Linked DNA regions of Gossypium hirsutum: regions 2 and 3 are each linked to region 1. A link is a contact called in public Hi-C data. All regions are on one chromosome and are shown on one strand. The core of a region is the stretch at or near the end of the contact, and the rest is flanking DNA. Distances in the headings are between cores, read along the strand shown. Region 1 overlaps LOC107908079. Region 2 has its middle 8.2 kb from the start of LOC121228678. Region 3 has its middle 17 kb from the start of LOC121228038.

Region 1 (3,218 bases), core at 271-2,770:
AGGAGAAAAGACCTATGGTCGAACTTAATTTTTGGGAGATGAGTGACCAAACTATTGGGAAAAGCTTGAACCCAAGCTTCATTTCCCAAAGCCATATCAAGTCTTTCAAAAAGCAGTCCCCTATGCCAAGTAAAGGGTGGACCTCTGAACCCTAAATCATGAAGTTTAGCTTTATCCACAAAATCACCAAAGAGAGGGCAGTGCCTACCTGTAGACATACCACCTAATTTCTCAGATGGCAAAAGAATAACGTTGAAATCTCCAATAGCAACCCATGGAACGTTCCCTAAGGGAATCGAGCTTTTCAATATATCCCATAAATCCGAGCACTTCTGCTTATTCGGACTCCCATATACAAACGAATAAAGATAGAATTTGAAGAAAACGTAGTCCCAACCCGAGCCATGATGAATTGAGGATGATTAAAAATTATCTCAAGGCAAACAAAGTTCTTCCAACCAATCCAATACCCCCCGAGAAACCAATCGCTTTGACACGGTGTGAATTAGGGAAACCCAATTTAGCAATACTGTGATCTACTTTAGACCCACTAACTCTTGTCTCGAGTAGACTAATAATATCAGGACTATGTTCCTGATAATATTCTCAAAAAATACGAGGAAACTTAACACTAACACAACTTTGACAATTCCAAGAAAATATTGTAAAATTCATATATAAAAAATAATAATAATTAGAAAAACATACGAATTACTATCGGGAGGCATTGTCCCCATCCTTAACCAAGGCTCTCCCTTCCGATCTAGAATTAAGATCCTTACAAAGGTTAGGACTAGATATAAATTTAGCCATTTCCTCCATAGATTCGACCAAGGATACTCTATAATTTCCTGAAGCTTTGAACCGACTCCCACTACCACGCAAAGCATTGGACGCTTTTTGACCATTGCCCCAATTAAATCTTTACCACCAAACTTCTCTCTAGAAACGGGTACTCCTTCACCAAAATTTCCACAAGTAGATTTATCCGAGCTACCTTTTCCTTTTTTTATGGGAGGGGTCTTTAAAATTTATTGCAGAATGTTTCTCGGGTTCCAAGACATCCTCTGAAATAATAACAGGGGTGCCCTCAGAGCATTCGAAAGCCAGTTGAAGTGCGCTACAATATTATCAAAATTTCCACCATTTGAAACCCCTTGAACTTTATTTGAGCAATCCCCACATTTAACATCATCCACGACCATATCAATAATTGAACTGGCATGGTGCGTTGTACCTGCATTATTAAAATTAGAATTAGAATTAGAATTAAATTCTAGATTTTTAATTTCCTTGCGCAAGATTTGAGTAAAGTTATTATCATGCATTGGCCTTTTGTCCAAGGCATTTTGGCCCAAAATTATGTGCGAATTTGGTTCCTTCGTGGGCCCACCAGAAAGTTGTCCCAATTTAGCCCAGTTTTCCACCGCATCAGCTTCTTTGGAGAGCTCAGGATCTGAACTGGATTTATGAGCTAGGTCAGGAGTTAACCGCAGGCTGACATTCTTCAAAGCATCGTTCCCTTTTGGCCCATCTGTGGCCTTTACTTTGGAAGGCTTAGTGGGTATATTACTTGGACCAACACTAGAGTCCAAATCCCCCAAAGAGTTAACCCCAATTCTGGCATTTAGACTACCCTTTCTAGCATCATTAAAATCATAATCTCCCACCGACAGAAGATTCCTAACAGGCATATCATAAGTATCGCTATTTTCATCTTCCCCTATTAACGCTAAAAACCTAGACGCCAACGGTTCCTTCTGATGATTTTCCCCTTTAATCTCTCCTTTGTTAGATCTAGCATTTCCCCGACCATTCCTCAAATTTCGCTGCGATTTCCTCTCAACCGGCATCCACGGGCCAAATTCTGGTCTAGCTTCTTCGGCATTTCCACCAGCGGCCTTAACCGACACATCTTTGACTACTTCTGACTGGCTGATAGGATTTCGATTCGCATTCTCCTTAGGAGAAAAATCTTTGACATGACCATATTTTCCACGTCCAAAGCAAACCGTGGGGAGAGCCTCATATTCCACCCTCTGAGCGATGCCATCGATCAAAACCTGAGAAATCAAGGGTTTGTCGAGATTTAAAAAAATAGCAAGACGAACAAACCGGCCTCTGGATCTATTATCTGTGTGGAAATCCAGTTTGACAACTTTTCCAATAAGCCCCCCAATAGCCTCCACAATTTGCCGATGATACAAAAACCTCGGTAGACCCAGTAACCAAATCCAAGCCAAAACCACACTGGGATACAGTTGCATAGGGTTGAAATCCTTGGTCCAAGGTTGAACCGTGAGGTATTGTCCAAAGATGATCCATGGTCCTTGTGATAAAACACGATCATAATCAGCCCTTTTCAAAAAACGAACCAGGTAATAACCATTTTCAATATCCATAAGATGAAACGAAGAACAAGGTTTCCACAAGTTAGAAACACGATTATATAAAGTATTTAAAACAACGTTTCTCCCTAACAATTTAATAATAACTATTAGTTCCATTTCTTTATAAAGAATTTCTTTAACACGATCTGAGAAACTAATAGCTGGAATTCCATTGACGATAGAAACTTTCACGTCGTCTGCTAGTAGATTGATATCTCCATCACTCGCACTGTCCCTTCTGACAGAAGAATCATATGTTGGAAAATTTGGACATCACATATATAATAAGGATAATTACATGTTATTATTTACTATCATGATAGGTTAGCCCAAATTAAAAGTGATCTAATTTGGTTAGAATTTTATTGGGCTTTTAATTATTAAATAAAGAAAGTATGGGTCAAATATGTGTAGATACTCTTCTAATCAAATTCTAATTAATGATGGGCTAATTAGAATTTGATTAGAACTAATATGCTAAAGTTATAAATATTAGGGTTATGGTCCCAAATTATACACAAGATATCTTTTCTAATATCCCATCATTAGGAAAGAAAGAGTAGATATTCTCTGAGTTTCTTGTGTGCTAATTTGGAAGATCAAATCCCCAAGTTTCAGAAAGTTTCAAGGAATCCATGGATTCAAGTACGCTTCCGCATCTAGTTTTGTTCTTGATTTATTCTTAATGATTTGACATAACAGATCCTGGTTTATTAAGTTATATTGTAGATTTATTTTATAAATTCTAACAAGTGGCATCCGAGCCTCGTCATATCGAATCATTGGAAATTGATTCAGGTTCTTCATTTGAATAATTGATTCTTGAAA
Region 2 (3,218 bases), core at 423-2,922, 120 kb before region 1:
ATATTTTTTTTTCTAAAAATTTAGCCTTAAATAGGCCTCCAAAATGACGTCGTTTTAGGCAGGCCTTTTAGGTACCAAATCGTCGTCATTTTCCCCCTAGGATCCCCATGTGGACCCGACCTGCCAGTGAGGATTAACGTGTTGGGACTAATTGCACCTTTAGCCCTTCCGCTTTTTAATGTTTTTGCAATTAAGTTCTTTTTTTTTTAATTTTTACCCCATACTTTATTTCGATCACATTTTAGTTCTTATGGGAACGATGTCGTTTTGGAGGAGAAGGGAGAATTCCCCTATTAGTCCCTCCATGTTATTCACGTGTTCAGATAAGTCCTCCCCTTTCATTGTTATTTCAAATTTGCCCAAATTTCTATTTAAAAGTTTGATTTAGTCCCTTCTTTTTTGTTATTTTTCTATTCCATTATTAAATTAATTAATTAAATATTATTTTCATTATTATTATTGTATAGGCCCAAATCTGCCCAGGGCATGTACAAACATAAACTAAATAATAATAAAACCAAATTTTTTAATAGTCCCAGTCCCTTTATTACACCAGCCCTAATTGGCCCAAAATAATTACAAGGGCCCAAATTAATCCTAGCCCAATATTACACAACAGAGTAGGCCCAAATGGCCCGAGAGTTTGGCATTCACAGAAACCCTAGGGTCCCCCTCGATGCGCCGCAATAGCCTTCAGCCTCCAAGCACTGTATGACCTCCAGCACACCTCCGTATGCCCCACGCCGAGTGCCACGTACCACCACAGCTAGCCTCGTACCTCCATACATGCAAACAAACAAGAGAACGACAACAAACACGAAGGAAAATTTGTATTTTTTTATTTATTCTTTCGGATTCCGGCTATAAAGCCAAGAACTTCTTCATTGTATTTTTTTTACGCATATTGAAATACGCATATTAAATAGTAGAAAAAGAGAAATCAAAAAATTATCGAAAGGTGATTTCAAATCCTATTTCTTTTTTTTTCCCCCTTTTCTTTCGATTTGCTTGTAATTTTTTAGCATGGAAAATGAAAAGAATGCTTGAAACAACACCGATGAAAATTTTTTTTACGCATATTGAAATACGCATATTAAATAGCAGAAAAAAAGAAATCAAAAAATTATCGAAAGGTGATTTCAAATCCTATTTCTTTTTTTCCCCCCTTTTCTTTCGATTTGCTTGTAATTTTTTAGCATGGAAAATGAAAAGAATGCTTGAAACAACACCGATGAAAGCCCATATGTCTCAGAAATATGGTGACTCGGGCTAGGGTTGTTTTCTTTTGCTTTTTTGTCGGATTTCGCTTTGTTTTTTGACAGAATAGTATAGGATTTTAAGGGTTTTTTTTTTCAAAAAAAGGGAGAGAAAAAGGAGTACACTTACCGAACCTCTGTGGGTGAGGCTTTCTTTGGCAAGATCGGGTCCTGCTCGTGCACTATCGGCCATCAAATCGAATGGTGGGTTCGGCGGCTGCTAAATGAAACCCTAGCAGAATTCAACGTTCATTTCAATTAAAAGGGCTGCTATGTTAAAAGGAGAAAATAAGGGAGAAGGGTTTTAAAAGCAGATTTGAAAAACGGTGCCGTTTAAGGGCAGGGAGATCCGCGCGTCGACCCATTCCCAGACCCGGATCCATGCCTCTGCTCTTCCAATGGGAAATTTGTGCGGTTAATCCCCCCCTTTTGCGCCGCATCTCAGTTGACTCCTATTGGCATCCTATCTTTTTTTAAAATTTTCCCCAAAAGTCTGTGCGCTATTTCATTTTAGTCAGCGCTTGTGTGCTGCGTTTTGGGGGTTAGGAATATTTCCAGCTTGGATCCCTGTACATTGGAGCGCATTACACGTTGGTCCTCTTTTCGATTATTTTATTTGCAAATTATCCCTTTCGTTTTAATTTGACTTTAATTAAGTTTTTATTTTTTTTAAAGATTTATTTCAGTCATTTTTTACTCTTGTTTACTTATTTGTATATTTTGAATTACCTTGGTGATTGTACCTTTTTTTATTATTGTAAATTTGTTTTTGACATATCATTTTCACATTTTGTATTTTTTTTTATAAATGTTTTTTACACATTGTTATATATAATATTCGTAATAAAGTTAATTTTGGTCTATGTATATTATTAATGTTATGTTATTTCATACATGCTTTTGAATCTATTCGTATATTTTAACATATATTTTTGTTATTTTAATATGTTTTGTATACATGTTTTATATATTATTTAAATTATTATTATACATATACATATATATTGGTACATATGTTTGATTTATATACATCATTAAACCCATGTTATTTTATACATATAGTTTTTTTTTCTTTGTATACATAATTATGTTTTTAAAATCTATTACATATATAGTTCACGATAAAATTAATTTAATCGTATATGCATTATTAATTTCAAGCTATTTTTACAAATCATTGCTTCTAAATGTATTCTTATATATACGTTTTGTAAACCCATTTTGTGTATTTCCTAATATTATATTTTATTATGTATTTTTGCTATCCTTTCATATTTTATATATTATTAAATTTTCCCTTATTGTATGTGTTTTAACAAATGTTTTTAACACTTTGTATATTATTTGATTTAAAAATCTTCATTCTATAATACATATTTTAATGATTATATATATGTCTCTAGTTTTTTAAATTCATCAATTCATATATTATATTATGTGTTCATTAGTTCATCATTATGTTAAATATGCTTTATACTATATTGGTTTTTTTTTAATTTTCATTTTGTTTTGTAAATTTTGTATCGATTGTATTATATTAGGCTATATATCATGGTTGTATACTTTTTTTTCGTTTTATTGTTATCTCAATTGTTCTCCATACATGCTTAGAAAATTGGTTTCATTTTGGTTAGATTAATTATATTCGATTGTTTGGTTTGATTGATTAAATAAGGTTATATTATCTTCATTCATCAATTGTTGTATTTTATGCATGCATGTTATCCCATGTTTTCATTTTTTTCCTCTTGGTTTACAAATGTCGCTTTATAGTGTCCAACTCTTTAAAACTAATTATTCCATTTTATTTCAAGTCAAATTAATGTGTTTTTGAGCTAGTTCTATGATTGTTTATTTGAAAATTTACTAAAACAAAGGTAATGATTAATGTTTGGGAACTCGAGGAATTGTGTCCTACCGTGCTGGGTTTCAATTTTCCGTTTGTCCAAAATAATCAAATAT
Region 3 (3,218 bases), core at 346-2,845, 66 kb before region 1:
ATCACAACTAACACCTAGATCACCTATAAACAAGGATCACCACTAGTTTAAACAAATGTAGAAAGTTGTTCCTAAAGAATATGACTTATTGAAATAGAAAAACAACTTTGAAAACACTAAATAATTCAAACATCTCCTTCTAGCACTCATTAAAACATGAATGGAGAAAGTTTATCATTATTATTAGAAAATGCATATACCTTGTTAAAATGAAAAGAAATTTTTAAGAAAATCTCAAAAACGCAACTCTTCATCTTCCTCTTGAAGAAACAATGACACTACGAAAATGAGGAATAGATGATGAAATTAGTTTAAGTAAACTTATTTTTTTAAATGTAAAAATTAATAAAATTTGACTTACCAAAAAATGAGAGAAAATGAAATGGTCTCATAAAATAATGATAAGAAAATAAGTTTCTCCTAATTTCTTATCTTATTTCTACACTCATGAGACTTTGACCCCTCTAATTCTACCTCTCTTACAAATTACTCCATAACTCAAAATTCTAATTTTCTAAATGCAAACTAATATCAACAACTAACTAATTAATAATTTTATTTATGATTCTTAAGATTGGACATTGAATCCCTTCTCTACATGGAACGACTTCCTCATAAATAAATAAATAAAAAGTCGATTTATCTATCCAATCAACATCCTTCAAACCTACAAACATACCAGCTATTTCCGGTTTTGAACAATACCAGCAACTAGACTAACTTATAGGAAAATAAATGAGGAACAACCCTCATAGATTGGTTCCACTTCCTCTTGTTGCGGCATTTGATAAAGTAGTTTACAAGGATGGCCAAACCCTTGGAAGTAACTAGTTGGAGTTCAAACCATAGAGTTTTAAAATCTCACAAAAAAGGGATGAATAGGGTATATAGAAACCTCCCCTAAAGATATGCAAATAAAAGCACATTCGATTGCCATATCTTTTTGAAATCCTTTACGTTCTCTCAAATCAACAACATATCCACACTACGGGAAATGCATCAACAGCAGTGGATGGGGATAACCCTTTGATGGTTCCCTACATTGTCACACTTGCCATTTTATGAAAATGAAAGAAAGCAAAATGAAAGAAAAAGAAGTAACATAAATGAAGAATGAAACCAACTTGTTTATAGCAAAAGTCACATTTATGTCTCAATTAAAGCCCCCCAAACTTTGCAACGATGTGACCTTTAAAGTAGTTTTCTCTTAAACGACGATTTTGTACCAGGGGAAACAAAAAAGCCTCAATAAACACCACACACAATTTTGATGTGAATATATGATACCATTATAATCTTGTAACTCACTAGATAATGGCAAATTAATAGCCACTGTACTCTTCATCATTGCATGTTCCCTCCAAAACTAGTATTTTGGTCATTATATCAGCATCATTGTCTTCTCAAATTTACTTTCGAAAACAACAATTATTTTTCTTTCATAGGCCATTTTCAAACCTCCTCCGGGCTAGCAAGCAGATGGAACTAATGTTGGTACCTGAAGAAATGGGCTTAGACCCAAAATCAGTAACACAGGCCCAACTCCTAATAACACAAATATTCTCAACAAAGGGAGTAGGCCAACTTATAATAAAAACCCACAAGAGATTGTTAGCCCCGAACATAATGGGAGCATGCCAAGGAGCCTCACACATGGGATCTTCATCCTCACTAGCGTAGAATGCTTATACACATCTCCCTTCTTACTACTTCACGAAATAACAAGAAAAGCATCTTCCAACTCAAATCATTTAGCATAATGAAGCATGACTTAAAGCCCTTGAAGATGCGATGAAGATAAACCTACTTATAAAGAGTGACAATTATATCCGAGTATAAGCTCAGGCAACCTCAAGCAAGCACAAAATATATATATATATATATATATAAACCAATATGGCAACGTTAACTAGGTATGCCCACAAACCAAAGTTTGCACCATTTTACCCTTTTCTTTAAGCTTTACTAACTTAAGAATCAAAGAGTGTCCTCGAGTACAAACTATGGTGCCCTCTAATCTGTTTCCTGTCTAGCAAATCATTTGATATATTGATCTAATTCACCTCAAATACTCCTTTACAAATCGGTCTCAATACACATTTTACTCCTTAACAAAATGATGGTGCCGCACATTCTCAAGAGATAATATCCAATTCAACCCTTGAACAATTGCTAAGATACTAGTTTGGTACTTTTAGATTTTTTAAATATAAATAAAGAAAAAAAGAAAAAAGTTTCTAAAATTATCAAAAAATCTTTTAAAAAAATTTAAAAAAAATCATAATTTATTTTCTAAAATTCTAAAATTATTTTTTAAATTATAGTTATACAATTGTTAGAGTTGTGTGACCCAAATTCTAGGAGATTGCTTTCAAGTCAAGTTAAACAAAATATATATTTTCTTTCTAAAAGATTTGGTATTTATTAGTATAATATATTTAGCATTTATTAGCATAATTTATTTGACCTATGAATTTAGCTTATAAATAGACTCCTTTATAATCTTAGAAAACACGTCCATTAAATATTAGAACTCATAATATAGTTTGGGGAATTTTGTTTTTACTTTTTGAAGGTTTTTTGTTTTCAGGGTTTAGTTTTGTCTCTATCTTTTGTACTTTTCGTTCTTTTGTTATTATAGTAAAATTATATTTGCCTGTGATTTTTTATCTTATTTGGAGAGATTTTCCACATTAATTAAATTTGTGTCTTTAATTTATTAATTTCTTCCGCTAATTTTACTTGTTCGTTGCTTAATTGGGTCGATCCCCAACATATTTTTTTTAAAAAAAAGTAATCAAATTTTAAAATACATATAGAAAAATACTTATATTTCCAAAAGAATCTAAATGAAAACAGCACCAATTATCATAACCCAATCTAATACCTTTTTTCTTATGTTTTTCATTTATTCATTTATTTCTATCGCGTTCTTTAGAAGATATTATAGTGAAAAAATCATTATATACTTAAAAACAATAAATAAATCATTATATTCATGTATATATATATAAAGAATATTAAAAGTTATATCGAAAAGAAATTAAGAGTTTCGCTAAAAGTTCAAAAAATTTCCCTCACGACATTTTCTTTTGAAAATAGATGTCTTGAAAAGAAAAAAAGAAAGCGAAATGTTACTAATGAATTTTACTATTAATAATTAGCGACATACTGACCTTTACTTTTACCGACAATGAAGTTCCGTTAATATAGATACG

The links. Hi-C and Micro-C count contacts between places; a contact is called where the count stands out from the background.
Region 2: a contact with region 1 is called in a Hi-C map of leaf, with 1.9 times the contacts expected there. The contact joins two enhancer-like sites. A contact is called at or near these places in 2 of 34 Hi-C or Micro-C datasets (both in leaf).
Region 3: a contact with region 1 is called in a Hi-C map of leaf, with 2.6 times the contacts expected there. The contact joins two enhancer-like sites. A contact is called at or near these places in 10 of 34 Hi-C or Micro-C datasets (anther, fibers, hypocotyl and 2 more).

The regions. Positions count from the first base shown.
Region 1 is chrA04:9,256,786-9,260,003 of Gossypium_hirsutum_v2.1, forward strand. It overlaps LOC107908079, which reads right to left. Exons shown (of 5, transcript XM_041111159.1): 3 at 1,394-2,628; 4 at 1,089-1,237; 5 at 1-332. Among protein-coding and RNA genes, the nearest start is that of LOC107908079, 13 kb to the right of the region's middle. Within about 2 kb of position 1,521, at least 9 of the 9 cell types and tissues checked have an H3K27ac peak or open chromatin away from gene starts, as enhancers often do. A contact at or near this core is called in leaf, where this site is marked.
Region 2 is chrA04:9,139,294-9,142,511 of Gossypium_hirsutum_v2.1, forward strand. No RefSeq gene overlaps it. Among protein-coding and RNA genes, the nearest start is that of LOC121228678, 8.2 kb to the right of the region's middle. Within about 2 kb of position 1,673, at least 9 of the 9 cell types and tissues checked have an H3K27ac peak or open chromatin away from gene starts, as enhancers often do. A contact at or near this core is called in leaf, where this site is marked.
Region 3 is chrA04:9,190,961-9,194,178 of Gossypium_hirsutum_v2.1, forward strand. No RefSeq gene overlaps it. Among protein-coding and RNA genes, the nearest start is that of LOC121228038, 17 kb to the left of the region's middle. Within about 2 kb of position 1,596, at least 1 of the 9 cell types and tissues checked has an H3K27ac peak or open chromatin away from gene starts, as enhancers often do. A contact at or near this core is called in leaf, where this site is marked.